7 separate regions of the Mus musculus genome follow, and all the other regions are linked to region 3. A link is a contact called in public HiChIP or PLAC-seq and promoter capture Hi-C data. All regions are on one chromosome and are shown on one strand. Each heading gives the region's core, a stretch centred on a gene start, on an enhancer-like site or on the middle of the called end of the contact. The rest is flanking DNA. Distances are from core to core; before and after follow the strand shown.

Region 1 (3,854 bases), core at 465-2,964, 520 kb after region 3:
TAAAAAAAAATTAAAAGATCCCGCTTAGTGTTCTGGTCCGGCACATGCAATAATGAAACAAACATGTTTCCTCAAGGAACATAGACATTATTTAATATAAAAAGAGAAAAAATGGCTGGCTCAAATCCTAACAGTCTAATTCCACATTAAAAAGAAGATAGAAGTGATTTATTGCTTTAATATATTCACGTCCATGCTGCACCTACACTGACAGCCCAACATTCACAATGCATACACAAATAAGCACTGTAGTAAACAGCAGGTATAAACTACACACACTCTGAATAAGGAAACTGAATAAGCACTGACAGTACCCATACACACATCAATTGATACAACCGAGGGATGTGGACCAGGTATGAAAAAAGTGACTTGAGCAACAGTCTGGATTTTGCCAACTTACCAATTTATAGCCACACACCCCCCAACAGGTAAAGTTTACACACAGAACTCAGCCAAGGCCAGCCTGTCTTTGTTTCCCTAGCTTCTGCTTTTACACAAGAGCTTGGCTATGAGACAGAAAACTCCCACTCTTGATTGGCTCACCCTGGCCTGTGCAATTAAGCAACACCACGATCCAGTAAATGCAATGGCTCAATTATTTATCGTCTCGTCGAGTTTACCAGGTGTTTATGAGAGAACAATGTCAAAGAGGAAAGAGGTTTGTTGCTCTTTAGAGCTGGTTTGGCCAGGGATTTATTTTGAATTGGGAAAAAAAAAAGTGTTCTTAACAAGGTGGGGGAAATCATAGCTTAACACAGAAAGAGATGGGAGAGAATTTAGAAAGGATACAAGTTTGTCAATTTTCTATAGGAAATCTGATTCTTAAGAAAAAAATCTAGCCAGTCCCAGAGGCTGGGGGGGGGGGGGGAGGGGGAGGGGGAGGGGCGGAGAGGCAGGAGGAGAGACACAACAGTTCCCACCTCCTAAGTGGGTACAGCTGACTACAGAAGGAACGGGAGCAAGGCAAAGAAAGTGGCTAGGCAAGGAACGGCCAGGCCCAGCACAGGGGCAGGAAGGAGGCTCCTTCTAACGCCTCCACCCCAATGATCTCCACCTGAGTGGCAGTGGCTCTGGTGGCCCGAACGTCCCTAGCCTCCGGGAGCAGTCACAGGAGGGCCGCTTCTGTCAGTTCTGTTACCCTCAGCCTAGAATGTCCTCCCCCCCACGGTCCTACACCCCCCAGAACTCCCCACTCTCTCTCCGCATCTCCCCCTCGAAACTTACAGCGTCCCTTCCTTTCCCAGGCTGGTTCCTGTCATCCGGACGTCAGTGCCGCCGGGACGACCCTGTGTGTCTCCTCCTATCCTCCTGCCCCATGTAAGTGTCCATTCACAGCTCTAAGCACCCCCACAGCTGACGAACCGTGGGGTCCCCCATGCCGTCCCCCGTGCCGTCGGGGAGGTGGCCCCACCCTGCACCCCCTTCACCTGTCTCCGGGGCTGAGGCCCGACTGGCCGGCCTGCGCTGACTCCAGGCGCGAGCTGCTGGGCTCCCGAGGGCCGCCTGGCCTCTCCTAGCCGACGCGGTCAGGCGACACCGAGCGGGGTTGTACCTCAGCGATCCGGTTAGGGCTCGTTCCCTCCGCCGCGACGTCGGAACCCCAGGTTCCCCCTCCCTGTCTACACTGCAGCTCCGGAAACCGCTGAATTACAGCCCCTCCAGCCAATCCCCACCCAGCCGCCACTGGCCAAGACACGCCTCCATGCATAATTAAGGAATGGCCAGCTGGCTAGGCCACCCTGAGGCCTCCGGGCGAGCGCTGTACTTCCTAAGCCCCGCCCACTAACCAATGAAAAACGCCTCTAGGAGAGAAGGCGGGGTCGAGAGCTCTGGGCACACCTCCCTGAGTTGGCTGTTCTGAGAGCTTTGTGCTCCTCCCTCCGCGACCAAGGGACGCGCAGAGGCCTAGCTTACAAAAAAGCCCGGGGGGAGGGAGGAGACATTAGCGGAATGTCCTGCTGAAAACTCAGCTGAGTTCCTGGCAGTGCGTGACGTCAAGACACTTTAAATGCCCTGATACGGCTCGCTTCTGCCCGCTCTCCCTTTTCCCGGCCCTTGGCACCACGTGGGGGCGAGTTTGTGAGCTCCTTACCACGTGGGAATCAGCCACTTAGGCGGTCCCCAGGTGTCACCCCACTTAAGCATTTGGGTTTGTGGAGACATCAAAAAAGAACATGGGCAACTCCTGGCTGCTCTGAACTTCAGTTCTGCGTGATTATGGGCATACACCCGGAAATATGACGTGGAAATAGAGTAATTACTAGATTGCGTGGGGGAGAATAGTGGCTATAACCCGGTTCTCTGTTCCACCATTTCAAACCTGAATCTCAACAGCAAGGCTGATTGGTCAGCTCACAGAAATGCAGAGAGCCTATGCATGACAGCTGACACGAATACACAGTACTTGCCATTTCCACGTGTGTCTGAGTTCTTTTTTTTTTAAACTGTTATACTGGGTCTTGAAATTCTGAAAGATAGTTTTGACCAACTTGTTTCCATTAAAAGGTACTTATTTTAGGAGCTAGAGGGATGCCTAAGTTAAGGGGACTGCCAGGCTGATCCTGGTAAAAATTCAAGTTCAAGTTCCAGCATCCCACAAGATGGCTCTTAGCCATTTGTAACTCCACTCTGGGGTCTGGGGGGGGGGGGGGGATCTGAAGCCCTCCTCAGGCCTCTGCCCGCAGCAAAGACACACACCTTGTGCAGAAAAACGTGCAGACAAAATTAAATCACTTTTAATTAGGCACTTAATTTTAAGAACTGAAGCTAACACACACAGAGAGAAAGCCCATAAAATATTCTGATGATTTTAGGATTCATTGTTAACATTAACTAGTCTTTCACCATTAAACTTAAATGTCCAATTGAGACAAACCAGTTCTTCCACACTTTCCCACTACTGCTTAACTAGAGTGGCAGGAGTTAGGAGTAACATCCATTTAGTCTTTTGGGGGGGGTCTTGACGCTCTTGAAATTATCTGACCTATTTCACGTCTTGTATGTTGGGAGTACAGATTTTACTGAGTTGGAATCAGCAGTTCATGGTACGTGTATATGCTTGGCTTTCTGTCATAGAGAATGAACTCTGCGTACTGCAGTGATTTGTATGTATATGTGATGGTAGGGACTTACAAGTACACCTATTGGTGTTTGTATTGCTGGTGATTAGCACAAAGAGAGATAAAGATAAAAATCTAAAATCTACAAGGGGCTGTTACCTCTCCACAAAGATAATCCCCCAATGGTATATTTTAAAACACAGCTAATATACACAGTTCAGGAAACTTCAGGTTTTTGTTTTCTTACTAGTATCCTGTTTTCTTGAGACAGGATCTTAGGATCTCAGAGATTTTTTTCCAGCCTCTATCTCCTGAGTGAGCTGAGATTGAAAACATTCCTCCCACACCTGTGGAAGGCTGCAGATTTTTCTGTTTTTAAAGATTTGTTTATTTATATGAGTACACTGTAGCTATATACTTCAGACACACCAGAAGAGGGCGTCAGATGCCCACTACAGATGGTTGTGAGCCACAATATGGTAACTGGGAACTGAACTTAGGACCTCTGGAAGAGCAGTGCTCTTAACTACGGAGCCATCTCTCCAGCCATGTCTGTTTGTTTCTCGAGACAGGGTTTCTCTGTGTAGCTTTGGCTGACCTGAAACTCAGTTTGAAGACCAGTCTGGCTTCAAACTCTTAGAGATACACACCTGCCTCTTGCTGCCCAAGTGCTGGGATTAAAGACGTGTGCCACCACTGCCCAGCTAGGTTGAAATTTTTTTAATAAAAATCTTCACCTTCTTCCTCCATCAGTCTATTTCCCTAAAGATAGATATCGTTATTAATTTCTGG
Region 2 (4,110 bases), core at 323-2,822, 560 kb after region 3:
GATGGGGAGCGCAGGGACAAATCTGCACTGCACTGACTCTCAGATGCTTTAGGGGTTAAGATATCACAGTTATATCCAGGCTGGAGGAACCCAGAAAGGTGCAAAGAATGCAACGGGTGGAGCCCGTGGAGTGCGGCAGCCTCCACCCACCAGCACCTTCACAGCTCGGGACATGGCCCCCGCAATCATGCGGGGGTGGGGTGATTCACTGCGCCCAGACCGCCACCTCCACCCGCCCCACTTACACTCCTAACGCCCACCCTACCTGCCCCACCCGCTCCCAGCAGGCGCCAAGGGCGCCCGCGCACTGCAAGACCCTTGGGAACTGAAAGTGCCTGGAGGCCAGGGGCAGATCGCGGCCTAGGGACATGCGTGGGTAGCCGAGGTTGGTGCGGGGGCGCGGGGATAGGGTGTGGGGGGCTGACGATCGTGTCCCTTGCATGGCGCCCCCGCCACTGCGTGCCTGAGCCCTGAATCACCCGCTATATCGGGCCCGCAGCGCCGGAGGCCCCAGGTCCCGGGCCCCACCTTTAGTGTCTGCTTACAGAGGGGCATACAGAGACCACCAGAGACCTCGGGCATTCCCTCCCTTTTCCCTCTCTCCGCCCCACCAAAAAAAAAACTTCCTCCAAGTGGAAAGGCGTTTGACAGAGACAAGCTGGGAGCATTCAGCGTTCCCAAGTCTAGCCCGCTAACTTTTCCGATAGGAGTTAGAGACCGTGGGGAGGAGCCTGGAGAGGAAGGCGCAGGGTGCGCCCCTCTGTGAGCCCCAAGAGTTTGCCACTCCCTAAACCCCACTCCAACTGGGTTCACAGGAAGGGGGGAGGAGCTCCTGACCGCTCTCACCAGGCCGGGCTGGCGGAGAGACGAGCCTCGGCCGGGTGTCCCCACCCGGATCCCAGGCCGGGACCCCAGCTCTGGGCGCGGTCCGCCCCGCGGGCTCACCTGGTAGATCATGACTTTGAAGTTGCGGCGCCTCAGCAGCTCCGCCTCGTTGACCTCCAGTTTCTTTATCTGGCCGGCCTGGCGCTCCAGGCTGCCGCGCACGGTCTTCACGTTGACGCTGACCTTGCGCACCTTCTCCAGCAACTTGCTCACGGTGTTGCTCGTGGTGGCGTGCGCCTTGCCCAGCTTGCTCAGCTCTCCCTGGATGCTCTGCACAGCGCCCTCCATCTCCGCCTGTCGCTCCTCCAGCTGGGCTTGGGTCAGCTGGATCTGGTCAACGGCGCCGATGATTTTATCCAGAAGGCTCAGCACCAGCACACCGTTCACCTGGTCCGACTTGATCAGCTCGTCGGAGCCGGTCCCCGACGGCTCCTCCGTGGCCCGCGCCTCCCCTTGGGTGGGCTCCGGGCCCTCTGAGGAAGCATCGGGAAATCCGGAATACGGCCGCTCAACGATATGGAGCGTGACATCCTCCATGGCTTCCCGGAGCCGTGCGGGGCCGACCGGGTGGAACTGGAGCGGGAGACCGGGAGAGAAGGAGGAGCGAGAGACTGGACAGCGAGCAGGAGCCCAGAGCGGAGGAAACTCGAGCCACGTCCGTGCGCACCGGGACTCTAGCCAGAACTGTGGGGCGGGGAATCTGCGAGTTGCCCGGCTCCTAGACCAAACCCGGAGTCCCGTCGGCCATTGGCTGGCCCCACCCCAGAAAGGGAGGAACCGGGGCAGGAGGGGAGACCAACCCCGGAGGGGCAGCAGAGGGGAACCCAAGAGCTGGGCGCCCCACCCTGTTCAGGATGGTTGGAATAGTTGGAGCGGGAGTCTAGGGCCCCCCTTGGCAGTGGAGGCTGCGGCAGCGGGACTGGGGCAGAGGAATGTGAGCTGCGGAAAGGAATTAGGTCTTCGGAGTGTGCTCTACTCTTTCTCTTTCCTCACCCACAAACCCACTCCAGCCTTTTAAGATCAAGCTGAGGTCCAAATGGCGCGTGAATTGGGTGTAAACGAGTAGTTTGTGTCTATGCCTCATGTCCTTGGAGGATCCTTGCCCTATACAATCTTTTTCAAAGATTTGGGGGTCTGCCCCCATCGTCTATCTATACACTGAGTTACCACTGTCCCCCAAATCTTGTGGGGTTGTTAGTGAGAGAGAGGGAAGAGATGAAATGACAGAAAGGGTGACGGCCTAGAAAGGGCCTCTAGGTTTCTCTTAGAATTGTAAGGACAGGGCATGATTAAGGCGAGAAGTAAATTATAAAGTAAAAGCTTTTGGTCACTTCTCCCAGGGCCCCCTCCAGCAGATATCTAGCTAATTCTAAGAATGTGAGCGTCGGACTCGTTCTTCCCTTGGGTTCTCGGATATTAGGTGAGCATTCAGGGAGATCACGGAACCCCATCTCTTTACCTAGCAGAGAAAAGAAGGCCAAGAGGAGGCAGGTGGCTCTCCAGGGTTCACTCCAGGTTACTGTTGCCATCTGTTCTTAGCTCCAGGTCTCTGAACTCCACCGGTACTCAGTACCTTTCCCTGGGGCAGGAATTGGGGCAACTATAGCGGTACTACCGAATGGGGAAGCGAACAGTTTTCTTCATGGTGCTGAACACCAAGGAGCTGGCAGTTCTGAGCAGGCGCAGAAAAGTCCTTAGCACAGACGTCTAGAGACACAGGCTGCCCTGTGTCTCTAGACACAGGCCCTCAGCAATCCCTGGAGCCACCCCAATTCCCTTTCCCACAGAGATACTGAAAACCTTTTCCCTGATTAGGAAACCAGGCTTGGGGTTCCCCGCCTGGATGGGTTCTCGGCAAAAGGTCACTTCTAGTCTGGTGCCCACCCTCCTTAAGTTAAACGCTGCTCTGTGGAGACTCGAGGGTCGTCGATCTAATCAATCAATTCACCAACGTGTGGAGCAGATTGCCATATAGGGTATAGAACTTTAGGGACCTCTGAATAAAACAGCAATCCCCCAACACACCAATTGGTTTTCTCACTTGAGGTTAAAGAAGAGAGACCCTCAGGCGAGAGTGGCGACGCACGCCTTTAGTCCCAGCCATTGGGAAGCAGAGGCAGGCAGATCTCTGAGTTCGAGGCCAGCCTAGTCTACATAGTGAGATTCAGGATAGCCAGGACTACACAGAGAAACCCTGTCTTGAAAGACAAAACAAAAAAAAAGAGTGAACTTCTGCATACAATTGAATATTTGCCAGGTGTGATGGGATACCTTTGATCAAAGCACTTGGAAGGCAGACAGGCAGATGTCTATGAGTTCGACAGCATCTTGGTCTACATAGCTAGTTCTGGGCCAGCCAGAGCTATACACTGATACCCTGTCTCAAAAACAAAACAAATGGGGAAACAAACAAACAAAATAAACTACATGTTTTATAACCATCACAATGGGCAGATTACCAACTTTTTAAAAGAAAGAAAGAAAGAGAGAGAGAGAGAGAGAGAGAGAGAGAGAGAGAGAGAGAGAGAAAGAGAGAGAGAAGAAAAGAAAAAAAGGGGACTGGAGAGATTGCTCAGTGGTTACAGGTGCTTACTACTCTTACACAGAACCCAAGTGTGGTTCTCAATAACCACAGTTCCTCTGGGTACAGAGAATCCGATGTCCTCTCTTCTGCCCTCCACTGGCACCTGCACACACACACACACTAAATAAGTAAATAATTAAATAATTTAAGGAAATTATAGCAATTAAATTTTTTTTCTATTAAGAACTGATAATGCTTTAAGAAAAAAGAATGTCAGGAGAAAGCCTTACTGGACCTTCAAACTCTTTCTCTTCCTATATTTTCAGTATGGGGCATGGTAGTGCACACCTTTAATCCCAGCACTCGGGAGTCAGAGGCAGGTGGTATGAGTTTGAGTTTGAGGCCAGCCTGGTCTACAAAGCAAGTTCCAGGACAGTCAGGGCTGTTACATAGGGAAACCCTGTCCCCAAACACAAGTAAACAAAAGGCACACAGAAGAGTTGGCTCATGAGTTAAGAGCACTGCTGCTCTTGCAGAGGACCAGGTTCAGTTCCCAGCATCCACATGGTGGTTGACCACCATCCATAACTGCAGTTTAGGGGATCTGGTGTCCTCTTCTGATCTCCGCCAGCCCTAGGCCAGCACACGGTGCACATACATCCATGCAAGGAGAATGCTCATAGGCACTAAACAAATAAATC
Region 3 (3,994 bases), core at 1,417-3,916:
TGTTGCCCTCGTACCAGGCAGTGTGAGTCACTGACACTCTCAATCAGTTGGGTTTTATAGACAAAGGATTGGAAGCACAGGGGGATTAGATAAACTGCTTGTGGCGATACTGCTGAAGAGAGAGACGGCTGTTGGGGGGAATTACAGGCCCTCAGCATCTTTGCCAGTCTTCAGGAAGAGTTTCCTGGTCCCTGACCTCGGCCCCTCTACTCACAGCTCTTAGCCCTTGAAGTGTTACATCTCTGAGTTGTAGGAACTCTGGATTGTCCCAGCCTAACCCCAGGTGATGGCAGGACCTCCCTGTGAATCCCTAGTCACGGGGCTAGTAGTCTCTTGTCCTTTAGAAACCTCAGTTTAATCTGAAGAATGGGTCTAGGAATGTCCTTGGCATGATGCTAGTGGGGCAGTGCTGAGCAGTGTCGCCGACCTAGTCTACCGAGAGGGGCCTCTGACTCTTTCTTGAGGCCTCTCACCTGCCTGGGTTCCTTCCCATGTCGCCACCACCCTTAGCCTCTCCTCCCCTTCTCCGGAGTCTTTCATCTGAGAGGCACATTTTCATGCTTCTGGGAGCCATCCCCCCACCCCCGCCGTGTACTGTCCTCTCCTACCCACTAGTGTCACCCCTTTACCCAGCCCATCCCGGAAGCTCACGTTTGTAGTAGGCAAACTGCAGGTAGTGATACATGGTGGCCACAAACTTGTCCACAAAGAAGCCACCTACGTTGGGGGTGAGATTGGTCTCACAGTCCACCTTGCACTGCAGGGATTCTGCGAAGAGATCTAGGAAGGATGCAGCCGTTAGGAAGCGATGTGTGCTAACCCTGATCCCTGGTGGAGACCAAGATCTGCTATGGAGCCTGCTTTCCTTGTCCAGAGTTCCTGGGTTAACATGTATGAAATGCTTGTCACACAGTATATTGTGCAGGCAAAGAAGCACTTGTTTCCTACTGCCCCGTAACCGAATCCCTGTCTGACATGAGAGAGAGAGAGAGAGACAGAGAGAGAGAGAGAGTGTGTGTTCTGGGAGAATAGGGGTCCTGATAATAGTTCTTTCTGCCTCACCGCTACCTCCCTTGAAGGGCCTTGTGGTCACGGATCCAAAGACTAGCTGTGGTTCCTCCACCCAGCCCTGCTTTCTGCACACACCTGCCTGGAGTCAATTCCTCATCTCCGTTGTTGTTCGAGACAAGGTCTATAAAGCTTCAGTTGCCCAGGAACTCACTCTGTAGACCAGGCTGGCATTGGACTCACAGAGATCAGTCTACTTCTGCCTCCTGAGTGCTGGGATTAAAGGCCTGTGCCACCGTGCCCTGTTCTTTTGTTTTTTGAGGCAATCTATTTCTCTATATAGCTGACCCAGAATTTGCTATGTATACCAGCATTTCTCTCATCAGACTGGAGACAGAAAAGGCCTGACTCGTGTGTAGCTTTGGAGCACTTTGCTAGACCTGTTGAATGCGGTCACCGGACATAGCCACGCATTAAGAGGCCTTAGAAGGCCTGGGAAGCCAGGGCACTGTGGGTGAGGGATACCTCACAGTGGTCTGAATGGTATATACCTGCTATCGCTGGGTAGAAGTCCTTGAAGTCTACCTGCTCGTGGGCCCCCTCACAGCCAGCTAGACACCGAGCAAAGACCGTCATATATTCAGCCAGGGCCCGCTCCATGTCTTCTGTGCTGCTGCGAAAGTCCCCGCTGTTGTAAAGTTTCACAGCCCGGAGGAACACAGCCTGGAGAGGTGCATGGCGGGGGTAGTCAAGAAGACCCCGAAGGCTCATAAGGTGTGTGTGTGTGTGTGTGTGTGTGTGTGTGTGTTGGGTGAAGAGGTTGTAGGAAGGTGTACCAAGGCTAGCCATCCCTCCCACTCTCTCCACACCTCGTAGGGCTGGGCCTCCAGGTCGGTGAGGGACTCATCTCCAATATCCAGCATCCCCCTGTAGTAGTTGAGATACTTGGCGGTCAGCTCGTGCTTGGGGTTCCTCTGGAGGAAGGTGTAGGCCGCAGCCACCGCCTTCTCCAGTCGGTTCGCCTGGTGAGGAGCGTGGGGAGTGGGTCAGTGGGGGCCTCGGACGCACCGCGGGCCTCACGTTCTAGGGAAACTCGACGGCGGCCCCGGCCGCGCCCACCTTGAAGTGCGCGTAGTGCAGGTACTGATAGGGCAGGCGGCTCTGGAAGTCGCGCAGCAGCTGCCGCGGTGGGTAAGGGACTTGAAAGGCGGGCAGCGTCTTCTTGCAGCGCCGCAGGCAGGCGGCGCGCTCCAGGACGTGACCGAAGAGCCGCAGCTCGCGAGCCCAGTCCTCGCCATCGCCGTCGTGGTCGCCGTCCGGGCCGGACGCGGGCCGAGGCTGAGAGGTGGCGGGGCCACTACAGTTGGCGTGGCAGAAGGCCTCGCTGTCGCGCAGCAGCCGGTGCAGCCGCAGCGCCGCCTCCAGGTAGCGCGCGCTCTCGCGCCAGCTTTCGCCTTCGTATTGCTCCAGAGCGTGGCCGTAGGCCGTGGCCAGTGGCATCAGGTCCTCCGGAGGGAATCCTCGGAAGCTGTATTTCTCGTACTGGGCCCCGGCGCTGCCCAGCAGCAGCCACAGCAGCCCCCACGCCCCGCGAGCCATGCCCGCACCGCGCCCGGAGGCTTACGGAGCAGCCGGCGACCGTCGGGCTCCAGCCAGCTCGGGCTCCAGCCCAGCCCACCCCCAACCCCCGGAGCTCCTGCTGGGTCTTAGCGCCGGGCCCTAGGCTAGAGCCGGGAGGCTGGAATGCCTCTCTAGGACCGTCAGTTGACGCTCGAGTCCACTACGTGGGCTGGCCCTCGACCACTAGCAATGCTTACACCACCACTGGCCCTCCCTGGCAGACACGGGTGGGTGGGGCTACGTTTCACGCCCAGAAAGCCCCTCCCCACAGCAGTGTCGTCCCCCCCCCCCCCCTTAAGTGCCACCTCTGTCCTTTGCGTAGGCAAAGTGGACGAAGTCACATAATCTGGTCTTTTTCTCCTCGAGTCTCCTCTGCTCCCCCTAGGTGGCCCGGTAAACACCCGCGCTGACGTCGAGGCGTACACACCTCTTGTTACCCCGCACACCTAGCACTGACACCATCAGCCTCCCGCCGGAGCAAGATTCCTGTGTCTTCAGTGCAGCCAGGCTTTTGCAGGACAAAACAACCTTTCACCTAGAGAACATTCTCCCTAACCCCCCTTTCCTCTAACCTTTCGCGGGAGGAGAGTTGGGGCGGGTGTGTGTGTGTGTGTGTGTGTGTGTGTGTGTGTGTGTAGAACTGAAATAGCCCTCAGATTACAGCCTCACCTGCACCAGAAGGGGCCTAGATTTGGGGTGCCAGGGAAAGCTAGAGATTCCTCCAACAGGCTTTAGGACCCAGAGACTCTGGAAAAAACTTTTTCATTTTGGAAGTCCACTCCAACTTCTCATCTTTCCCGAACCTCCCTCTGGGCCAGGCCCCGGGTCTCAGTCCCGGATGGAGTTTTGGGGGAGGGAGACTCAGAGATCTTTGTGGCAAATTCCTTGGACTCCAGAGACTCTCAACCTGGCCCCCACCTCCTAGTTCACCATAAAACATCACCCTGCCCGGCCAGCTCATTCTCCCCAGCCCCCATTCCACGTGGACCCGCCAGGGCGGGGTGGGGAGAGAGGACAGGAAGGGGGGGAGTCAGCTCTGAGAGGAGGGGGAAGGAGGCTAGCGGCTGGCGTCCGCTCTCACTGCCGGCGTCCCTGGTCTGGGCACCATGTTCCTTGTGGGGTCCTCCAGCCACACCCTCCATCGGCTCCGCATACTGCCGTTGCTGTTGCTTCTACAGACCTTGGAGAGGGGACTGGGCCGTGCCAGCCCGGCCGGAGCCCCCTTGGAAGATGTGGTCATCGAGAGATACCACATCCCTCGGGCCTGTCCCCGAGAAGTGCAGATGGGGGATTTTGTGCGTTACCACTACAATGGCACTTTCGAAGACGGGAAAAAGTTTGACTCCAGGTAAGAGCTTGGGCACTC
Region 4 (4,127 bases), core at 305-2,804, 660 kb after region 3:
AATAGGTGTACCTATAATCACAGGAATTTGAGATTCTGGGGCAGGAAGTTTACTTTGGCTTCGAGGTCAACCCAGTCTATAGAATGAGATTTTGTCTCAAAACAACAAGAAGAAATTAGAAAATGAATTGGTAAAGGAACATCGATTTGTCTATAGTTTGGTCTGAAGTCAAAATTTCTGGTTTCTTTGAAGACTCCTTTGTGTCATGTAATGTTTTTCTAAAAACTGTCTTATGAGAGATGTTTTGGCTAAAGCAGACCCATGAAAAGATGATTTGCTAAGAATAGACACATGATGTTCTTCTAGAGACAGCCTAAAAGGGGGGGGGGTGGATATGATGTTTTACCAGAGCATATACTTGAGAAAACACATGATGTTTCTTTTAAAAAGACATAAATATAGCCCAAGGGACAGTAGACACTGCCAGATGGTGTTGGTTCACCTTGCCATTCTTTGTTGGTTATCATTTGTCATCACTTCATAGAAGGAAACGCACCAGGTAACTTCTAACAGCTTTATGACAATGGGTAAGTCTTTTTTTTTTTTTTTTTTTTTTGAACGTACTGAACACGAGTTTTCCTTTGAAATGCATTAATTTAACAGACCACCAGCTTCCAGCATCCTGGAAGCTAAGAATGTTATCTGAAGCCTGCAACTGATTCCCAGATTCACTATAACCCACTTCTGATGTCTCCACCAATCTATTCAAAAAAGTGTTTTGATATGTGCTCCATTACTATAAAAACTTCAAATTATTTCCACATTGGAACATGGAAACTGGGTTGACCTAAAACTGTTCCAGGGCCATGGTCATTCATATTGGGCTTCAGAATAAGCTCTCAGTCCTTTTGAAGCGAGAGTTGTGGGTTTTGCTGTCAATAGAGGACAATCTCGGGTGTTACCTTCTACCTTAAGATAAGGTCTCTTCCCCATCTGTCACTTTATACATCAGGGCAGCTGTCTCCAGCGCTCATCTCCCGGGAGCACTGGGATTGCAGCCTCCCAATGCTGGGACAGCTTTATGTGGATTCTGCCAATTCAAATGAATGTCCTCAGGTGCAAGCGCTTTATCCACTGAGCTATCTTCTCACCCAGAGAAATCCTTATTTGGTTTCCAGATCTTTAGCCAGAAATGACAACTGAGACTTCTCTAATATAAACAACAGTCTGATACGAAATAAAATCCAAATACACATTTATTAGATGAGGGGTTAGAATATAGCTTAGTGGTAGAGCCAAGTCTTGGCTGGCTTCAATTCTCGTCGCTTAAAAGAGTGGCTAGATATTTGGAAGGGAAGTGACTTGCGGAAGAAAGAGGGCCGAATCTGAAAGGGCTTGGGCATGCGCAGCGTCTCATCGGGCCGAGGATGTTTCATAGGGTCACGCACCCTCCAGCCACGAGCGCGGTCAGCAGACCCTGACCAGTGTCTGAGTCCGGAAACCAGGTTCTCCGGGCGGGTAGCAGGAGCCAACCTTCAGGTCACGTGGCCCGAGGTCGGCAGCCGATTGGATGCTGGCAGCCCTGCCCCGCGGGCCCGGAGCTTGGTATTGGTTGTGAGGGGGCAGCGGCCGCGCGGTTGGCATCATGGAAGCCGCGGGGCTGGCCGTGATTCTGGGGTTCCTACTCCTGGCTGGGGGCTCTGTGGGTGATGAGGCTCGGGAGGCAAAGGCCGTGCGGGAACTGGTGGTCCGGCTACTGGGACCCGGGCCGGCGGCCAATTTCTTGGTGTCCGTGGAGCGCGCGCTGGCGGACGAGTCGGGCCTGGACACCTACAGCCTGAGCGGCGGCGGCGGGGTGCCAGTGCTTGTGCGCGGCTCCACGGGCGTGGCGGCAGCCGCGGGGCTGCACCGCTACCTGCGTGACTTCTGTGGCTGTCAGGTGGCCTGGTCCAGCGCTCAGCTGCACCTGCCGTGGCCGCTGCCCGCTGTGCCCGACGGGCTGACCGAAACCACGCCCAACAGGTATTGATGCTGTGGGTCCCAGACGGCTGGGGCAGCTGCCTGCAGCCTCGGGACAGCCACCGTTGGTGAGGACCAGCACACCTAAGTCGGGGCTGCAGCTACAGACTCGCCTGGAGACTGAGAAGGAAGTGCTGGCTCGGGGATCTGTGCCTTCAAATCTTGGCTCCCCTCTAGCTGTATATTCTTGAGCCAAATCATTTAGCTTCCCAGCCCCCACTGCTGGAAATAATGACAAACTATAGGAACTGTGAGCCCTCTTCATGAGAGAGACCAATTTTGCCTTATGGCACTGACACCCTAAGACACCACAGGATGCACAGCAGGAGCTCTGGGCATGTTGAATAAAAATGAAGTTATGTATTCACAATAGCTACTAGCTAGGGAGGTCTGCGGGAAGTTCCAGCTTCACCCGAGGTGGATTTGGAATGAGCAGGAGAGGAGGCACATTGAAACCTTTGCCCACTGTCCTGTATGCGTACTGTGTTGGGGTTAGTAGCTGCCTCTGGCTGCCTCTGAAGTGTTCCAGAGGGGTGAGTGAGGCATCCCATATGTCCCCAATAATGTGCCCCTACCCGCAGGTACCGCTATTACCAGAATGTGTGCACGCACAGCTACTCCTTCGTGTGGTGGGACTGGGCCCGTTGGGAGCAAGAGATTGACTGGATGGCACTGAATGGCATCAACCTGGCTCTGGCTTGGAATGGCCAGGAGGCCATCTGGCAAAGGGTTTGTGCCAACCTGGCCCCTCACACTCTCCTGCCTGCCTTACATACACCCCTGCCCCTGGGAAACCGAGGCCTTCCAGGGTGGGACAAAGTATCTGGCAGTATATGTCTGTAATCCCAGGACTCAGGTAGAGGCAGGAAGATTCAAGATTGAGTTCCAAGGCAGGAACTCAATCAGGGCAGGTACCTGGAGGCAGGAACTGAAGCAGAGACTTTGGAGCAACACTGCTTGCTTCCTGACTTGGTCAGTCTTTCTTATATACCCAGAACCACCTGCTCAGGGATGGCACAGCCCCCAATAGGCTGAGCCCTTCCATATCAGTCACCAGTCAAGAAAGTGCCCCCACAGGATTGCCTTCAAGCCAATCGGATGGGGGTATTTTGTCAATGGAGGCTGCTTCTTCCCGGATGACCCTAGCTTAAGTAAGGATGACGGGGGGGGGGGGGGGGGGGGGGGAGCCAGAGACTCTCCGTGGTTTGAGGGAAGCCTCTTTGTGTCCCAGAGAGTCACCCATCCCACAGACATGGAGCTGTTTCCTGGACCGTGAGCTCCCTGTAGGCTGAGGTCCAGATCTGTCTTAGTAGCAGTAGTCCCCAGCTCAGAGAGGTGGTGAGCAAGAACTTGTCCAATGACGTGGTTTATAGGTAGGGGCTCTTCCTGCTCCACAGGTATACCTGGCCTTGGGCCTGACCCAGTCAGAGATCGATACGTACTTCACCGGTCCTGCCTTCCTGGCCTGGGGACGCATGGGTAACTTGCACACCTGGGATGGCCCCCTGCCCCGTTCCTGGCACCTCAGTCAAGTCTACCTGCAGGTAAAGAGTGGCTAAGGAATGGTGGAATGGGGGCTGAGTGTTCACAGAGCCAGGGATGGGTGCTTAGCTAGCCTCGGGGCTCTTGCCTGATCTATAGATCTGTGTTCCCTTCCTGAGGGAGCAAGGGACACCCCCCAGCAGAGGTCCTGTCACATTGACCTCTATCCCTCCCAGCATCGAATCCTGGACCGGATGCGCTCCTTTGGCATGATCCCAGTGCTGCCTGCCTTCGCAGGGCATGTCCCCAAGGCCATCACCAGGTGAGGTCCTCCCTCCCTGCTCAGCTCTAAGGGAAAAGGGTCGCCCTGCAGAAGGAAATGCTGAAACTCCGGATATTGGCTCGGCTTGACTCCTGCCTCTGCTGTCAGCCACTGCAGATTGCTGGATGACTCTGACTCGGTTTCCTTGCTTGTCAAATAGAATCATTGCTGGGTATGATGGCATACTCTTCTGAGCCTGGTACTTAGGAGCCTGGGGCAGGAACACTACCAGTTCCAGGCCAACCTGAGCTACATAGAGAAACCCACCCATGGGGCGGGGGCCTGCTGAAGAGATGCCTCGGCTCTTAGCACCTGCTGCTCTTGCAAAGGACCATGGTTCAGTTCCCAGCACCCACGTGGTAGT
Region 5 (3,976 bases), core at 575-3,074, 760 kb after region 3:
TTGGGGGAGGAGGACCAGGGACACCTGTCCCTGAGCTCCTAGGAGGGGGTGGAGGTGGGGCACGAGGGAGGCCATGGCCTATCTGACAGGGATCCTATCCATGCGGGAAACTTGGGGACTCCCAGGTCCCACTCTTTCCCTGGGAGCCTACCCGTTTCTTTTCTGGAGGTTCTGAGTGGGGCTATCCACCCCTCTACCAGAGGGCAGGTACTGATCCCACCCCACCCCACCCCCCACAACTCCCCTAATCTCAGTCCCTTGCTTCCCTCCTCCTCCCCTCTATATTTATCTGCCCTCTGCCTCGCCAGGTGCTGGCGCCTGCACTGGCTGCGGTGCCGCCCGCCCCACCCAGGAATGGAGCCACCGGACTTGCTGGGGACCCCTGAGCGGGGTTGGGGGGAAATGGGAGCTGGACCCAGGCCACAGCACACAGAAGCCTGGTTGCCTCTGGTGGGTAAGGACGTGAGAGAGGTCTCCTCGAAAGATGGAGGTCTTACACACCAACTGTGCCTGAGTGTCTCTCTCCCAAAGGAGATTTGATTAAAAAAAATTTTCAGCCACCAAGTCACCCTCACCCATTCCCTCTGGTTTCCCAGGAACCTCACCAGAGAAGGCAGAGAGTTCTGTCTTAAGTGGCGGAATAATGAGAAGTCCTCAAAGGGCCATCGTCCCGAGCCTTTTCTTTGTGGGGTCCCTGATGCAGACCCCAATTCTAGGATGTCTTTTTGCCCTCGCCCAGGATACTGCGGTGGGAGCTCCCGCATCTGGCCCCAGTGCTCTTGAACTGAGAGCAGAGCGAACCCAGGCGTTCCAGCCGCCCAGCCGGCCTCGCCACATTCCTTGGCTCTGGCGGAGGCGGAAGGAGACGGGATGGGACGCGGGCCCGGCAGGGAAGGGAGAGGCAGGGCCAGGTTGGGCCACGCGTGACGCCTCCTCTGCCTCAGGGCCCCCAGCAGGTGGACAGCGCCTTGTGTGCAGCGCGAAGCCCACAGGCGCATCCCTAGTAGGGCTACTTGCCCCTGGAGCTCCCGGGGCTCTGGCCCTCAGACAAGAATCTCCCCCACATTTGCAGTTGGCCAAGAGGACTGCGTTTGGCCCAAGTATGGAGCAGGCTCAGGCGTGACGGCCGGTTGTAGTGAGAAAGATTGAACTCGGTTCTAAATCCCTGTAGACTTACCCTCCCGCCGCCCGCTGGACTCGGGGTCCTTAGCTCAAAGGTCTCGTCGTCCTCGTCTTCGTCCCCGTCCCCGCTAAGCTCGCCGTCCCCGTAGTCCCGGTGCAGAAGAGTGAAGCCTCGACGGCAGCAGAGAAGCCACCACAATCCCCCGGGGAGAGGCATCCGGGCGAGCAGCCTGGGAATGGGGGCGCAGGCAGTGTTGCCTGAGCAGCAGGGAATCTGAGAAACTGGAGGTACTCCGACCCGAACTGGGTAGAGAAGAGGTGTGACGAGAGGAAAGAAGGGGGCCGGAAGGAGGCAGTGTCCAGCGCTGAGGTGCAAAAGGACTATCACCAGAGCCCGCTGGGGGCTCGCTGTCTGGGCCCGGGCAGAGGAGGGGGGAGATAGCGTCCAGGGCCGGGGGAAGGGAGCCGGGAGCAATGTCCGGAGCTGGGAAGTAGTGTTCGTTGTAGTGTCCAGCTCTGTAGGAGCAGTGTCTGGTGCAGCAATCGTGGTGGGCGGTTGTCCAAGCTCCAAGGAGGGTGGTGTCCGGTAGGGCGTCCGGTGGCCGGGGCCCGGGCGGCGCGCGCTGCGCTCCCTGCAGCCCCGGGACTGGCGCGTTGGGGGCGCGGGCAGAGTTCCCAGACCCCGCCTCCCTCTCTGCCCCCCCTCCTTCCCTCCGCCTTCCCTGTTCTTTTTCTCCTCCCTTCTTCACAGGGTAGGGTCTACGTTGCGTCACAGCCTCCTCTGCCCAATCATTGTTCCTGGCGCCGGTCAGGGAGACCAATCCCAAGCTTGAAACCGCGGCGGGTTGCATCATGTGTCTCTGGCTGAGTGACAGTAGGGAGGGGCGGGGGGGGGGGGGACTGGGGAGGGAGCTTCTGAGGTCGGACACGGGGTGTCTGTGGCGTCACGTAGGACCGCCTTCGTGCTCTTGTTTTAACTCTTGGCTCACCAAGCAGCAAATTAAAAAACCCTTTTCGAAGGTCTGGAAAAGGAAGGGCATAAAGCTGGAAGGAAGCTAGGCTATTGACCTGTGATTACCTGTCACATCTTGGAATCCCTACAAAGAGCCTTACTACCTTCAAGGCATTCCACACCTGCGTGTGAGAGAGTTAGCTAGCTGCAAAGGCAGCTCCATCCTTGGAGTTAAAAGGGTCCAGATTTAGATCTTAGCCACCTCCACTTTTGAGATGAAAAAGCTGAGAAAGGAACTCCTGGAAGCCTCAGACAAAGATCTGAAATAAAAGTGAATTTACAGGGCATTGAACTGGAATGGGGAGAGTGGTTTGGCATGCTCGGGGATTCTGTGGTTTAAGAAAATCAATAGATCAGAGGCCTCTCAGGGCGACTATGCTGCATTTCTGAACAAGAAGGGGTTAACAAGGGCGCTAAAGAATACAGGGCGGGGTTCGCGCTACAGCTTAGACAGTGGGAGCGCGCACATACTCGAGCGCGTTGCTGACTCAGCGGCGATTCCCGCGGTTACGGGCGGAGGGTTCCAGGTCCGCTCCGGTGGGTAGTGTGCGCCTCTTGGAGGATCTGCGCAGTTTTCGAGCTTCTCCTCGTTTCTGACTCCAAGAGGCCAAATTTTTAAGTCTTTTACACCGCCAGAGGCTCTAGGACACACGACTAGCCGGGCTGGGCTAGGCTAGGCTGGACGAAGTGCAGACTTCAGGCCAACGCCTCCCTAGGGACGCCACGCCCTTTTTGCCCCTAGACTCCAGGCTGGAGCGGTGGTCTGACTTTGCTGACCGAATTCTAAACTGGGAAGAACTGTCTCATTGGAGCACAATCCTGGCAGTTGTGCAAAGCAAGGACCAGAAATCAATGCACCATCTCTAGAAGCCATCCTTATGGTACTTCCAGATTGAAGTGGTGTATGCTGAGATTTCTGAGGGCCAGACCACAACTATAACCTCCCTTCCTCTTCAAGATCCTAGACACTTGCCTGCTGGAGAGTTCTGTCTGATATCTAACCTCCCCTTTCCTGGCAAGCTATGCTCATTTCCTTTGGCTTGATCCCCGAGGGGAAATAATCAGAGTGGGCAAGCGCCCCACACTCTGAGCTCAGGCCCAGTAACACCTCTCGGAAAATTTGCAAATTGCAATCCCCCTCATTCATATATATATATATATATATATATATATATATATATATATATATCCTAGGTAGAAAAGTCCACCTTGACATTTTTCTATTTCTTCTTAGGCAGGATATTGTTATTATTATTGATCTTCCTGTCTCAACCTCTGGAGTGGCTGGGGCTACAGGTATCCAGTCCACACACCATCAGACTCAACTTTTTAATTAGCGTTTTTCTTTGCACAGCAGGACTTTAGAAGGGATCCAAAAACCTACCCCAAACTAGAATCTCTTGCCTCCAGCCTCTACCAGACCCACGCACGTACAGCTGGGGACAGCATCACCCCATACATTTCACACGCTGGGATCTAGGTACTTGCTAAAGCAGCCACTACTGGATAGCGATAGGGTTATTAGAAAGCCCTTTCTTACACTGACTCCCGAGGAGAAACCCCGCCCCTCCTCACCTGGCAGCTTTCCCACCTCACCTCGGTTGGCAGAGACCGAGTGAAGCATAGGGCGTGTCAGTACTCAAAGCTTTAGCCGACTCAGCAACCCCTGTCCCTTCACACCTCCCACTGAGACGCAAGCAGGGGCGTGGGGTGTAACCCACTGTCTTGGCCTTGCTGCAACCAAAGCTGGTAATTCAAAAATAGTAACAGTAGTTGGGTTGCATCTCATTTGCACAGAATCAATTTAATTAAGCGCAGAGGCAATCTCTTTAGATCCTGAAG
Region 6 (3,638 bases), core at 198-2,697, 850 kb after region 3:
CAGACTCAAAGGGCTCAAGTCCTGAAAGCTCAGACTTAGGGATGTTTCCCACATAACCCTTTATTTCTGTCCCTGGGATAGAGTAAGCCCACAGTGCCACGGAGAAAGGATGCGTTTCTTGCCCTACCTCCTTTCCCATCCTATACTGTCCCCGAGCCAGGGTCTATAAACCTGACACTTTACATGTGTTCTCACACATAAGTACACACCCACCTACATGCGCCTGCACAAGCTTCTTTCTCCTCCTCCCACTCCTTTAGCTGCTGTTGCCTCCCTTCTCAGGCTGGTGCTGGATCCTCCCCAGGGATGGGGGAAGCCCTGGCTGCAGGCAGCCGGCCAGGCAGTATGAAGATAGGAAGCCCCAGAAGGGGCCTGGTGGTGAGAGGCGGGCCCACTCTGATTTATGATATTAAAATCTCTACTCCCACTGTCGGCCTGTTACTACTGCTGAACTGGGACTAGGGAAGGCGCTGCAGAGTTCCACCTGACTGAGTCTCAGCCAAGGAAAAAGAAGAATCCTTTGGCCTTTGTACAGAAAGGCCTGGGGGGGGGGGGGAGCTCCTGAGAGCCTGTGGTTTGCCATGTGCTGTGCTGGGTGGGTCGTGTGGAGGAGTTCGGGTGGGACATAGCTTGGGGACAGGCTGCTTGCTCTCTGAATTGGAGTCACTTAATTGCTCCCCCATGGAAGTCCTGAACTATTCTGAAGCCCCTCCCTCTACCCATGATGGTCCGGGTGGGGTAGCGGTGGCCAAGGGGAGCTGGTGGGGGGGTAAACCGGATGTGGACTTTGGTTTATTGAAGACTTTGGCAAACACAAGGGGAGGAAAGAGCCCACAGCAAAAACAGCCTTTCTGGCCAGGGCCAGGCTCAGGCCAAGGTGGGGTGGAGTTGATGGGTGACAAGCTCTTGGTTAGGGCCGGGTGGTGGGGGAGGGGCTTGACTGGAGTATACCCAACCCATCCTTGTGCAGGCCAGGGCCCTAGCTGAGCCAAGAAAACCATACCTTTCCAACACCGATGTTAGGCCTGGGGCTACTACTCCTGATTAGGACTTGGTAGTGCTGCCTTATCAAGGGTGTGCAGGCTGGTGGTGCCCCTCCCCCTCGCTGAGGCATAGGAGCGGCGGTCACTTTTCATCTCCCGTCCCAGTGTTCTCCAACTCCCCCACCCCAAATGTGTTTGCCCTCTCCTGGTGCGGGAGCTTACCCACTGCCGCCTCCCACTCACTCAGCTCTTGCCGGGAAGGTTTAAAGGCGGGGACTCTGGAAAGCAGAGCACGCAGCCGGGGGCCTAAGCAGCAGTCGAGATGAGGGGCAGTACCCCAGCTCCACACTGCAACTCGCCAGGCTCACAAGGGGTGGCCCTGGGGGGTGAGGACCGGTCTCGGCTGGGGGCGGGTCGTGGGGCGGAGCCGGGGGCGGGTCGCGGGGCAGGCCAGTCGGGGGCTGGGGCCCCAGCAGCTCCGCTGGAGCGCGGTGTACCCAGCCGGTCTGCCTGTCAGGCAGCAACCTCCAGCCTCCTGGCTTTCCGTTCTGCGGCGCCTGGCCCTTCCCATGCTAGCACCTCGAAATACGGAGACTGGGGTCCCCATGTCCCAAACCGAGGCTGACCTGGCTCTGCGGCCATCTCCGGCTCTCACCTCTACGGGGCCGACCCGCCTGGGGCCACCTCCTCGCCGAGTGCGCCGCTTCTCTGGGAAGGCTGAGCCTCGGCCGCGCTCTTCGAGACCTAGCCGCCGCAGCTCAGTCGATCTGGGACTGCTGAGCTCCTGGTCTCAACCAGCCTCACTCCTTCCGGAACCCCCGGATCCTCCAGACTCCGCTGGCCCCACGAGGAGCCCACCTTCAAGCTCTAAAGAACCCCCCGAGGGCACATGGATGGGGGCAGCTCCCGTGAAGGCTGTGGACTCTGCATGTCCTGAGCTTACGGGATCTTCAGGAGGTCCAGGGTCCCGGGAGCCACCGAGGGTTCCTGATGCTGCAGCCCGGGAACGGCGGCGGGAGCAGGAAGAAAAAGAGGACACAGAAACCCAGGCTGTGGCAACGTCTCCGGACGGCCGATACCTCAAGTTTGACATTGAGATTGGAAGAGGTTCCTTCAAGACCGTGTATCGAGGGCTAGACACCGACACCACGGTAGAGGTGGCCTGGTGTGAGCTGCAGGTGTGGCTGGGCACCCCCTCTCTGGTGCCTCGGGATGGGGCCTTTGGGGGTCTTAGGTTGGGGAAACGGGAGGACAACATCAAAGGAAGGATCACTTTTTTTGTCAGCTGTCCAGGCGCTCTTGCTTTCCTTGCCGGCATGATTGTACTGACTCTGGGTGGTTTCAGGAGAAACTGAGCCGGGTGGTTTATAGTGGCTGCCAATGAGCATAGACAACTTCACTTTCAAACCTCTACAAATCTGAGGGCTGGAAAACTGGGTGGGCAGCGGGTAGCCCTCCAGTCTCTCCTGCCCCTTCCACTCTTGTTCCTTCAAGTTCTGAGACTTTCCGCTGTGACTCTGGACCACCCACCCCTCTTCCTCCTCCTCCTCCTCCTCCTCCTCCTCCTCCTCCTCCTCCTCCTCCTCCTCCTCCTCCTCCTCTCCCTCTTTACAGACTTAGAGATGGTATGTGGGAGTTCAGGAGCTGAGGACAAGGCCCTCTCCACCTCCGGAAAGATTTAGGGTAGTTGTGACAGAAGCGGGTTCTTCAGGCCCTTTCTGGAGCTGTCAACTTTACAGATTTCTCAACAGCTTCAAGGAGCAGGACAGGAAGCTCTAGTTCTAGCTGGAGTCCAGTCCGGCTTCTCATCCCTATGCATACCTGGGGTCTCCCTTTCCATTGCCAAAGGAGCTGAGCCCTTGCAACTTTTAGACTTCAGGAGGATGTGGATTGGCAGTTTCTTCCTCCCGGAGCTCCCACTCTAAGTGTGAGTGGTCCCAGAAAATTTTAGGGTACAAAACCAGGAGGAAGGATCCTTCCACTTAGGTCCTGGCATAGGGCTCTCTCCTAGTGACTGCTAGTGCTGCGTCCCAGGCTCTAAGCCCCGCCTGGAAAATCAGCCAGATTCAGGGGAGGGGGAGGGAGAGGGATAAAAAGAGGGGTAGGGCAGCTCCAGCCATGGGGGGGCGGGTGGCCTCCTGGCCCTGGATCTTTTCTTTCTTGGTATCTTCCTCTGACTCTGTCTAGATTCTGCAGTTCCTAGTTTTTAGGGCCAACCTCTTGACGGCCCCAATTCCCTGCTCCTGGTCTGTCTGCTGGCTGCTCCCCCCCCACACACACACCCTCACCCCACCCCGCCCCTTCCACGGTAGGCTCTGGAGGCCACAAAGGCGCTATTGAGTGCATAACTCCCAGACCTGGTTGCATAAAGGCGCTTGTGTCCAGCAGGGGGTCCAGAGTGCTGCCCCAGGCCCAGGGTGGATGCGTTTTAGAGCAATAAGAAAGGACCAGCCAAAAGTTGGGGGTCTACAGCCCTTCTGGCTAGCGGTTTCACCAACCATACCCCAGCTGTACGCTCCCGCCCTCATTTCTTCCCCCAGCCCTACCCCAGATGTCCCATGCTCTTCTTGGGGTGTGTGTGTGTCTGGAACTGTTGTGACCCCGTCACCCCATCCCACAGACCCGGAAACTCTCTCGGGCCGAGCGGCAGCGTTT
Region 7 (3,664 bases), core at 424-2,923, 1.0 Mb before region 3:
TTGGTCTGAGTGCTTATGTGCTTTGTTATTAATATCTTAAAAGCTTCTGTCTATGCCCTTGACAGTATTGTTGAAATCAAGGAGAGGCACACACTTCACTTCATTGCCATTAATCTTTAATTAAAGTTAGTGTTGTTAAACCCATACGGTTCCGTCAAAGCTGTGGGATTAAACAAATGGTCCAGGCGACCAGAAAAACTTAGTGGAAAGACTTCTTCAGGCCCAGGAAGGTGTAAGGTGATCTGGGGTTGCAATGAAGACCAGCAGAGCCACAGAGACTTGTAAATTGGATATTGTTTCAGAAATGCTAACAAGACCCAACCTGCATAGAGAATCCAAGGAAAAGGAAACTGGCCAAAACAGGTGCTGAATTCATATAGCGCACGGAAGCAGTAACTCCTGGCTGGAAACTTCGCATCCCAGAGGAGCCCGTGTGAGGCCTTACATCTCTTCTTCAAGTTCCTGAACCTGGGATGAGACCACTTCGCCATTCACTATCTCCTGCACGACTGTCTTGATTTTTCGAGTTTTATTTGGGTCTAAAGGTAAAAAACAAACACAAACAAACAAACAACACAAAAGAGGATGATGATTATTACTAAGCAGTTATCAACCCAAGGTTTATTCTTGTTCAACTTAAGCTTTTCGTCAAATTCAGACTTTTGCAAGTGACTCCATTCCAAACCAAGTGAGTTTTACTTAGTGGAAATGAAATTTATTCAGGACTGTCTTGTGCACAAATCAAAAGGCTCAACGTCTCCCTCCATCTCTCTGTTCCTCTAGTTCTTTCTTTCAGTTCAGGGTCTTGCTAAATATTAGCCCAGGATAGCCTGGAACTCACTATCCCCCCCCCCCTCTCTCTTTCTCTCTCTCTCTCTTTTAATTTTTATTAAAAAAATTTAGCCCTCCAAGAGATGGGATGGCAGGCACACACTAATCCTGGTGTACTTTAAAAGCATTTAAGAAGTGTGCATGGTAGTGCATGAATGTAATCCTAGCATTCAGGAGGCAGAGGCAGGTGGATCTCCATGAGTTCAAGGGCAGCCTGGTCTACAGAGCGAGTTCCTGAACAGCCAGGGCTACACAGAGAAACCCCGTCTCATGGCGCTCATTTTGTCTTCCTAGAGTAGGATTTTCTTACTTGAGCTTGCTGAGAGTTTTAATATACCACTCCACTGCCCAGTGTGTTTGAGCAGAGATATGTCCCCTGCTCAGAACACAAATCTATTTTAAGTTATTTACACTCAACGTTTAGTGAGATCTTACAGTTTAGTCATTTCACGAATGAGAGTCTGCCTTATTTTTAATGATTCTCGTGTCCATACCTTTAGAGGAATCGACTGATGGTGTCTGCGGTTTGGAGACAGAAAGGGATGAGCTCTCGTCAAAACCGTCGCTGTAAAGAGAAGGAGAGCTGTGCTCACGTGATTGTTGGATAAGTAAGGAGACCCTGCTGCTTGAGCTTAAACATGAGAGACGCCTACACAACCGCAACAAAAATAGAGATGCTATTACAAGTTTCTTGGCTGACTGATGCACCACGAGGGTAGCTAATTGGGTCAGCACAGATTTTCATCCAAACCTCCTACAATGGGCTCTGAGGGGGAGCAGCTTGGTCTCAGAAATCAGCTGTCTTAATTTACCATCTGGGGCTCTTCCTTCCAGATTAGGCTGCTATTGTTGATGACGGGTTTGCTACCGTGGGGCTGGGTGATCCGGATGCTGCTATCGATGTGTTATCCCTAGCATCAAGAGATGGTTCTTCTAGAACATGTAAGTACTCATTTACAATGAGCATTTTATTAATTTGTATCAAGTGAGATAGTGGCTGAATACATTCTATTATCTAGTAAATTCTAGGCATGCATTTTCTAGATTTGTTGTTTTATCCTTTTTTCCCTCCTCTTCAAAAGTCTGTGTGTGTGTGTGTGTGTGTGTGTGTGTGCATGCATGTTCATGTGTTGGTTCTGGACTACACCTTGTTTGAGACACACTGGGCCACAGACTTCTGAGGCTCTTCATGCCTCCACCTTCTGTCTTCAGCAGGAGCGATGAGGTTAGAGATACACTCGACATGGGTTTTGGGGGCTCTGGACTCAGTTCTCTACACTTGCAAGCTTCCCAGCCCACCCCCTCTTCCTGCAGGCAGTATGCAGATGTAGCTCAGGTTGGTCTGGAACGTGGGTTCCTCTTGCCCCAGACTCCTCAGTGCTAGGATCACTGGCAAGATTTGTTCCCTGTTTAGTCGACTACAGCCCTCTTCTCCCACTGCAGAAAAAAAATCTGCATCAGGTGTCCACAGTCTTTCAGCCCCTACGATGTTTCCAATCTTATTGTCTGCTCACCCTTGGCTGTCCCCCTCCAGCAGCCGGCGGTAGGTCTCAATCTCCATCTCCAGGCGAGCCTTGACGCCCAGCAGCCGCTGGTGGTCCGCATTCTGGCGCTCCGCGTCAGCCCGCACCTGTTGGAGTTGCTCCTCCAGGCTGCCGATCAGCTGCTGCACCTGAGACAGTTGGCAGCAGTACCCACCCTCGGTTTCAGCCAGCGAGCCTTCCAGGGACGACTTCTGCAAATGGGAGATAGACAGAATTGTCTGGGGATCAGAGAACAAGATGGGCAGCCCATGGTCCAGCATACGGTGGGTGCAACATCTTTTTTTTTGGAAGTTAAAGGATGCATCATCTCTCTCTGCATGTCACGCTACCATGGCGAGCTGGGACTGGAGTTCAATCTCTAGGTTCTGCACCATGCGCTTCAGGTCGGTGACCTCGCTCTTGCTGGACTGAAGCTGCTCCGTGTTGCTGCTGATCTCTTTTCGGAGCTCTCTGCTCTGCAACAGCAAAGTAGGTGGATGGGGTGAGCTCTGCGCTGGCTCAAAGGGCTTTCTGGGAATGCATCAAATCTCGCGGTGTTACCTTTTCAAGAAACCAGGCCTCTGCATCTTTCCGATTTTGCTCAGCCATGGCTTCATACTGGGCTCTCATTTCATTGAGGACCTTGGTGAGATCCACTCCAGGGGCCGCGTCCATTTCTACATTGACCTCACCTGGACCACCTGCCTGGAAACTTTGGAGTTCCTAGAGACAGCAATGGAGAGAGAAAGACACAGGAGTACATGTGGCTAGTGAGTCCCCCAGGTACGTTTGCCTTCTTGGGTCTCTTCATGCATGATAATAATAAAAAATATATTTTTGAGTGAGTTGGTATAAAGGCAAAATATTAGCGCAAGGCATCCACACATTTTTCTTTAAGCTTGAAAACCTGTTTCTCTCATAATTAAAAAAAACTAAAACCAAAAACCAAGATATTTTCTCAGGTTTCTTGAGTGATCAGGGGCTCCACGTTCTGTGCCTGTGGTTGCTGGCTCTGCTTCTAGAACATCCACTTCCTATAGTTTACAGAAAGGAAAGAGACCTGGTGTGCAGATTGCTGCTACAGAGCTAGTGCCACAAGTGGCACCTGGGGTCATACACTATTTCACACCATAGTCATTGAGAACCCAACAGAAAGTTTCTTAGAAGCCCATTGCCAGTGGTCGTTCTTCCTGTCCATGCCCCGGCCTCTGATACACACATCAGATCTCCATATGTCTTATATTGGTTACACTTCTCTAACATATGTGGCTGGTATATGTGTCAGCTGTAGACTTTTGTTTTCATTTTTG

Evidence for each region. Promoter capture Hi-C pulls out the DNA fragments that hold promoters and counts their contacts. HiChIP or PLAC-seq counts read pairs in DNA pulled down with a chosen protein or histone mark.
Region 1: a FOXA1 HiChIP or PLAC-seq map of pancreatic cancer cells shows a contact between it and region 3. The contact joins the promoter of Stat3 here to the promoter of P3h4 in region 3. A contact is called at or near these places in 5 of 39 promoter capture datasets (the C10 cell line, embryonic stem cells, hippocampal neurons and 2 more) and 3 of 115 datasets of contacts at active chromatin or transcription factors (embryonic stem cells, extraembryonic endoderm stem cells and pancreatic cancer cells).
Region 2: a promoter capture Hi-C map of embryonic stem cells shows a contact between it and region 3, with 2.2 times the contacts expected there. The contact joins the promoter of Cavin1 here to the promoter of P3h4 in region 3. A contact is called at or near these places in 6 of 39 promoter capture datasets (the C10 cell line, embryonic stem cells, hippocampal neurons and 2 more), 1 of 15 datasets of contacts at CTCF or cohesin (embryonic stem cells), 3 of 484 Hi-C or Micro-C datasets (the G1E-ER4 cell line and embryonic stem cells), 1 of 115 datasets of contacts at active chromatin or transcription factors (pancreatic cancer cells) and 1 of 9 other capture datasets (liver).
Region 4: a FOXA1 HiChIP or PLAC-seq map of pancreatic cancer cells shows a contact between it and region 3. The contact joins the promoter of Naglu here to the promoter of P3h4 in region 3. A contact is called at or near these places in 4 of 39 promoter capture datasets (cranial neural crest, embryonic stem cells, frontonasal cranial neural crest and 1 more), 1 of 15 datasets of contacts at CTCF or cohesin (embryonic stem cells), 1 of 484 Hi-C or Micro-C datasets (B cells), 1 of 115 datasets of contacts at active chromatin or transcription factors (pancreatic cancer cells) and 2 of 9 other capture datasets (embryonic stem cells and liver).
Region 5: a promoter capture Hi-C map of liver shows a contact between it and region 3, with 4 times the contacts expected there. The contact joins the promoter of Plekhh3 here to the promoter of P3h4 in region 3. A contact is called at or near these places in 1 of 39 promoter capture datasets (liver), 2 of 115 datasets of contacts at active chromatin or transcription factors (bone marrow-derived macrophages and pancreatic cancer cells) and 1 of 9 other capture datasets (embryonic stem cells).
Region 6: a promoter capture Hi-C map of pre-B cells shows a contact between it and region 3, with 6 times the contacts expected there. The contact joins the promoter of Wnk4 here to the promoter of P3h4 in region 3. A contact is called at or near these places in 2 of 39 promoter capture datasets (cranial neural crest and pre-B cells), 1 of 115 datasets of contacts at active chromatin or transcription factors (pancreatic cancer cells) and 1 of 9 other capture datasets (liver).
Region 7: a contact with region 3 is called in a promoter capture Hi-C map of hippocampal neurons, with 5 times the contacts expected there. The contact joins the promoter of A830036E02Rik here to the promoter of P3h4 in region 3. A contact is called at or near these places in 1 of 39 promoter capture datasets (hippocampal neurons) and 1 of 115 datasets of contacts at active chromatin or transcription factors (pancreatic cancer cells).

What each region holds. Positions count from the first base shown.
Region 1 is chr11:100,937,826-100,941,679 of GRCm38.p6, forward strand. Stat3 (signal transducer and activator of transcription 3) reads right to left here and starts at 1,715. Exons shown (of 24, transcript NM_213659.3): 1 at 1,431-1,715. Gm46295 (a long non-coding RNA gene) reads left to right here and starts at 513. Exons shown (of 2, transcript XR_001780333.2): 1 at 513-661; 2 at 1,248-2,417.
Region 2 is chr11:100,969,045-100,973,154 of GRCm38.p6, forward strand. It overlaps Cavin1 (caveolae associated 1), which reads right to left and starts at 1,573. Exons shown (of 2, transcript NM_008986.2): 1 at 946-1,573. The coding sequence starts at 1,422.
Region 3 is chr11:100,412,050-100,416,043 of GRCm38.p6, forward strand. It overlaps P3h4 (prolyl 3-hydroxylase family member 4 (non-enzymatic)), which reads right to left and starts at 2,667. Exons shown (of 8, transcript NM_176830.3): 1 at 2,128-2,667; 2 at 1,878-2,030; 3 at 1,560-1,731; 4 at 652-780. The coding sequence starts at 2,607. It overlaps Fkbp10 (FK506 binding protein 10), which reads left to right and starts at 3,645. Exons shown (of 10, transcript NM_010221.2): 1 at 3,645-3,976. The coding sequence starts at 3,735.
Region 4 is chr11:101,068,540-101,072,666 of GRCm38.p6, forward strand. Naglu (alpha-N-acetylglucosaminidase (Sanfilippo disease IIIB)) reads left to right here and starts at 1,555. Exons shown (of 6, transcript NM_013792.2): 1 at 1,555-1,962; 2 at 2,541-2,688; 3 at 3,357-3,503; 4 at 3,678-3,763. The coding sequence starts at 1,586.
Region 5 is chr11:101,169,548-101,173,523 of GRCm38.p6, forward strand. Plekhh3 (pleckstrin homology domain containing, family H (with MyTH4 domain) member 3) reads right to left here and starts at 1,825. Exons shown (of 13, transcript NM_001346769.1): 1 at 1,178-1,825. The coding sequence starts at 1,339. It overlaps Ccr10 (chemokine (C-C motif) receptor 10), which reads right to left. Exons shown (of 2, transcript NM_007721.4): 2 at 3,451-3,976.
Region 6 is chr11:101,259,120-101,262,757 of GRCm38.p6, forward strand. Wnk4 (WNK lysine deficient protein kinase 4) reads left to right here and starts at 1,448. Exons shown (of 19, transcript NM_175638.3): 1 at 1,448-2,161; 2 at 3,604-3,638. The coding sequence starts at 1,553. Vps25 (vacuolar protein sorting 25) reads left to right here. Exons shown (of 6, transcript NM_026776.5): 6 at 1-432.
Region 7 is chr11:99,415,570-99,419,233 of GRCm38.p6, forward strand. A830036E02Rik (RIKEN cDNA A830036E02 gene) reads left to right here and starts at 1,674. Exons shown (of 4, transcript NR_153851.1): 1 at 1,674-1,773; 2 at 2,366-2,843; 3 at 2,960-3,664. It overlaps Krt12 (keratin 12), which reads right to left. Exons shown (of 8, transcript NM_010661.2): 4 at 2,916-3,077; 5 at 2,705-2,830; 6 at 2,346-2,566; 7 at 1,326-1,396; 8 at 95-539. The coding sequence ends at 442.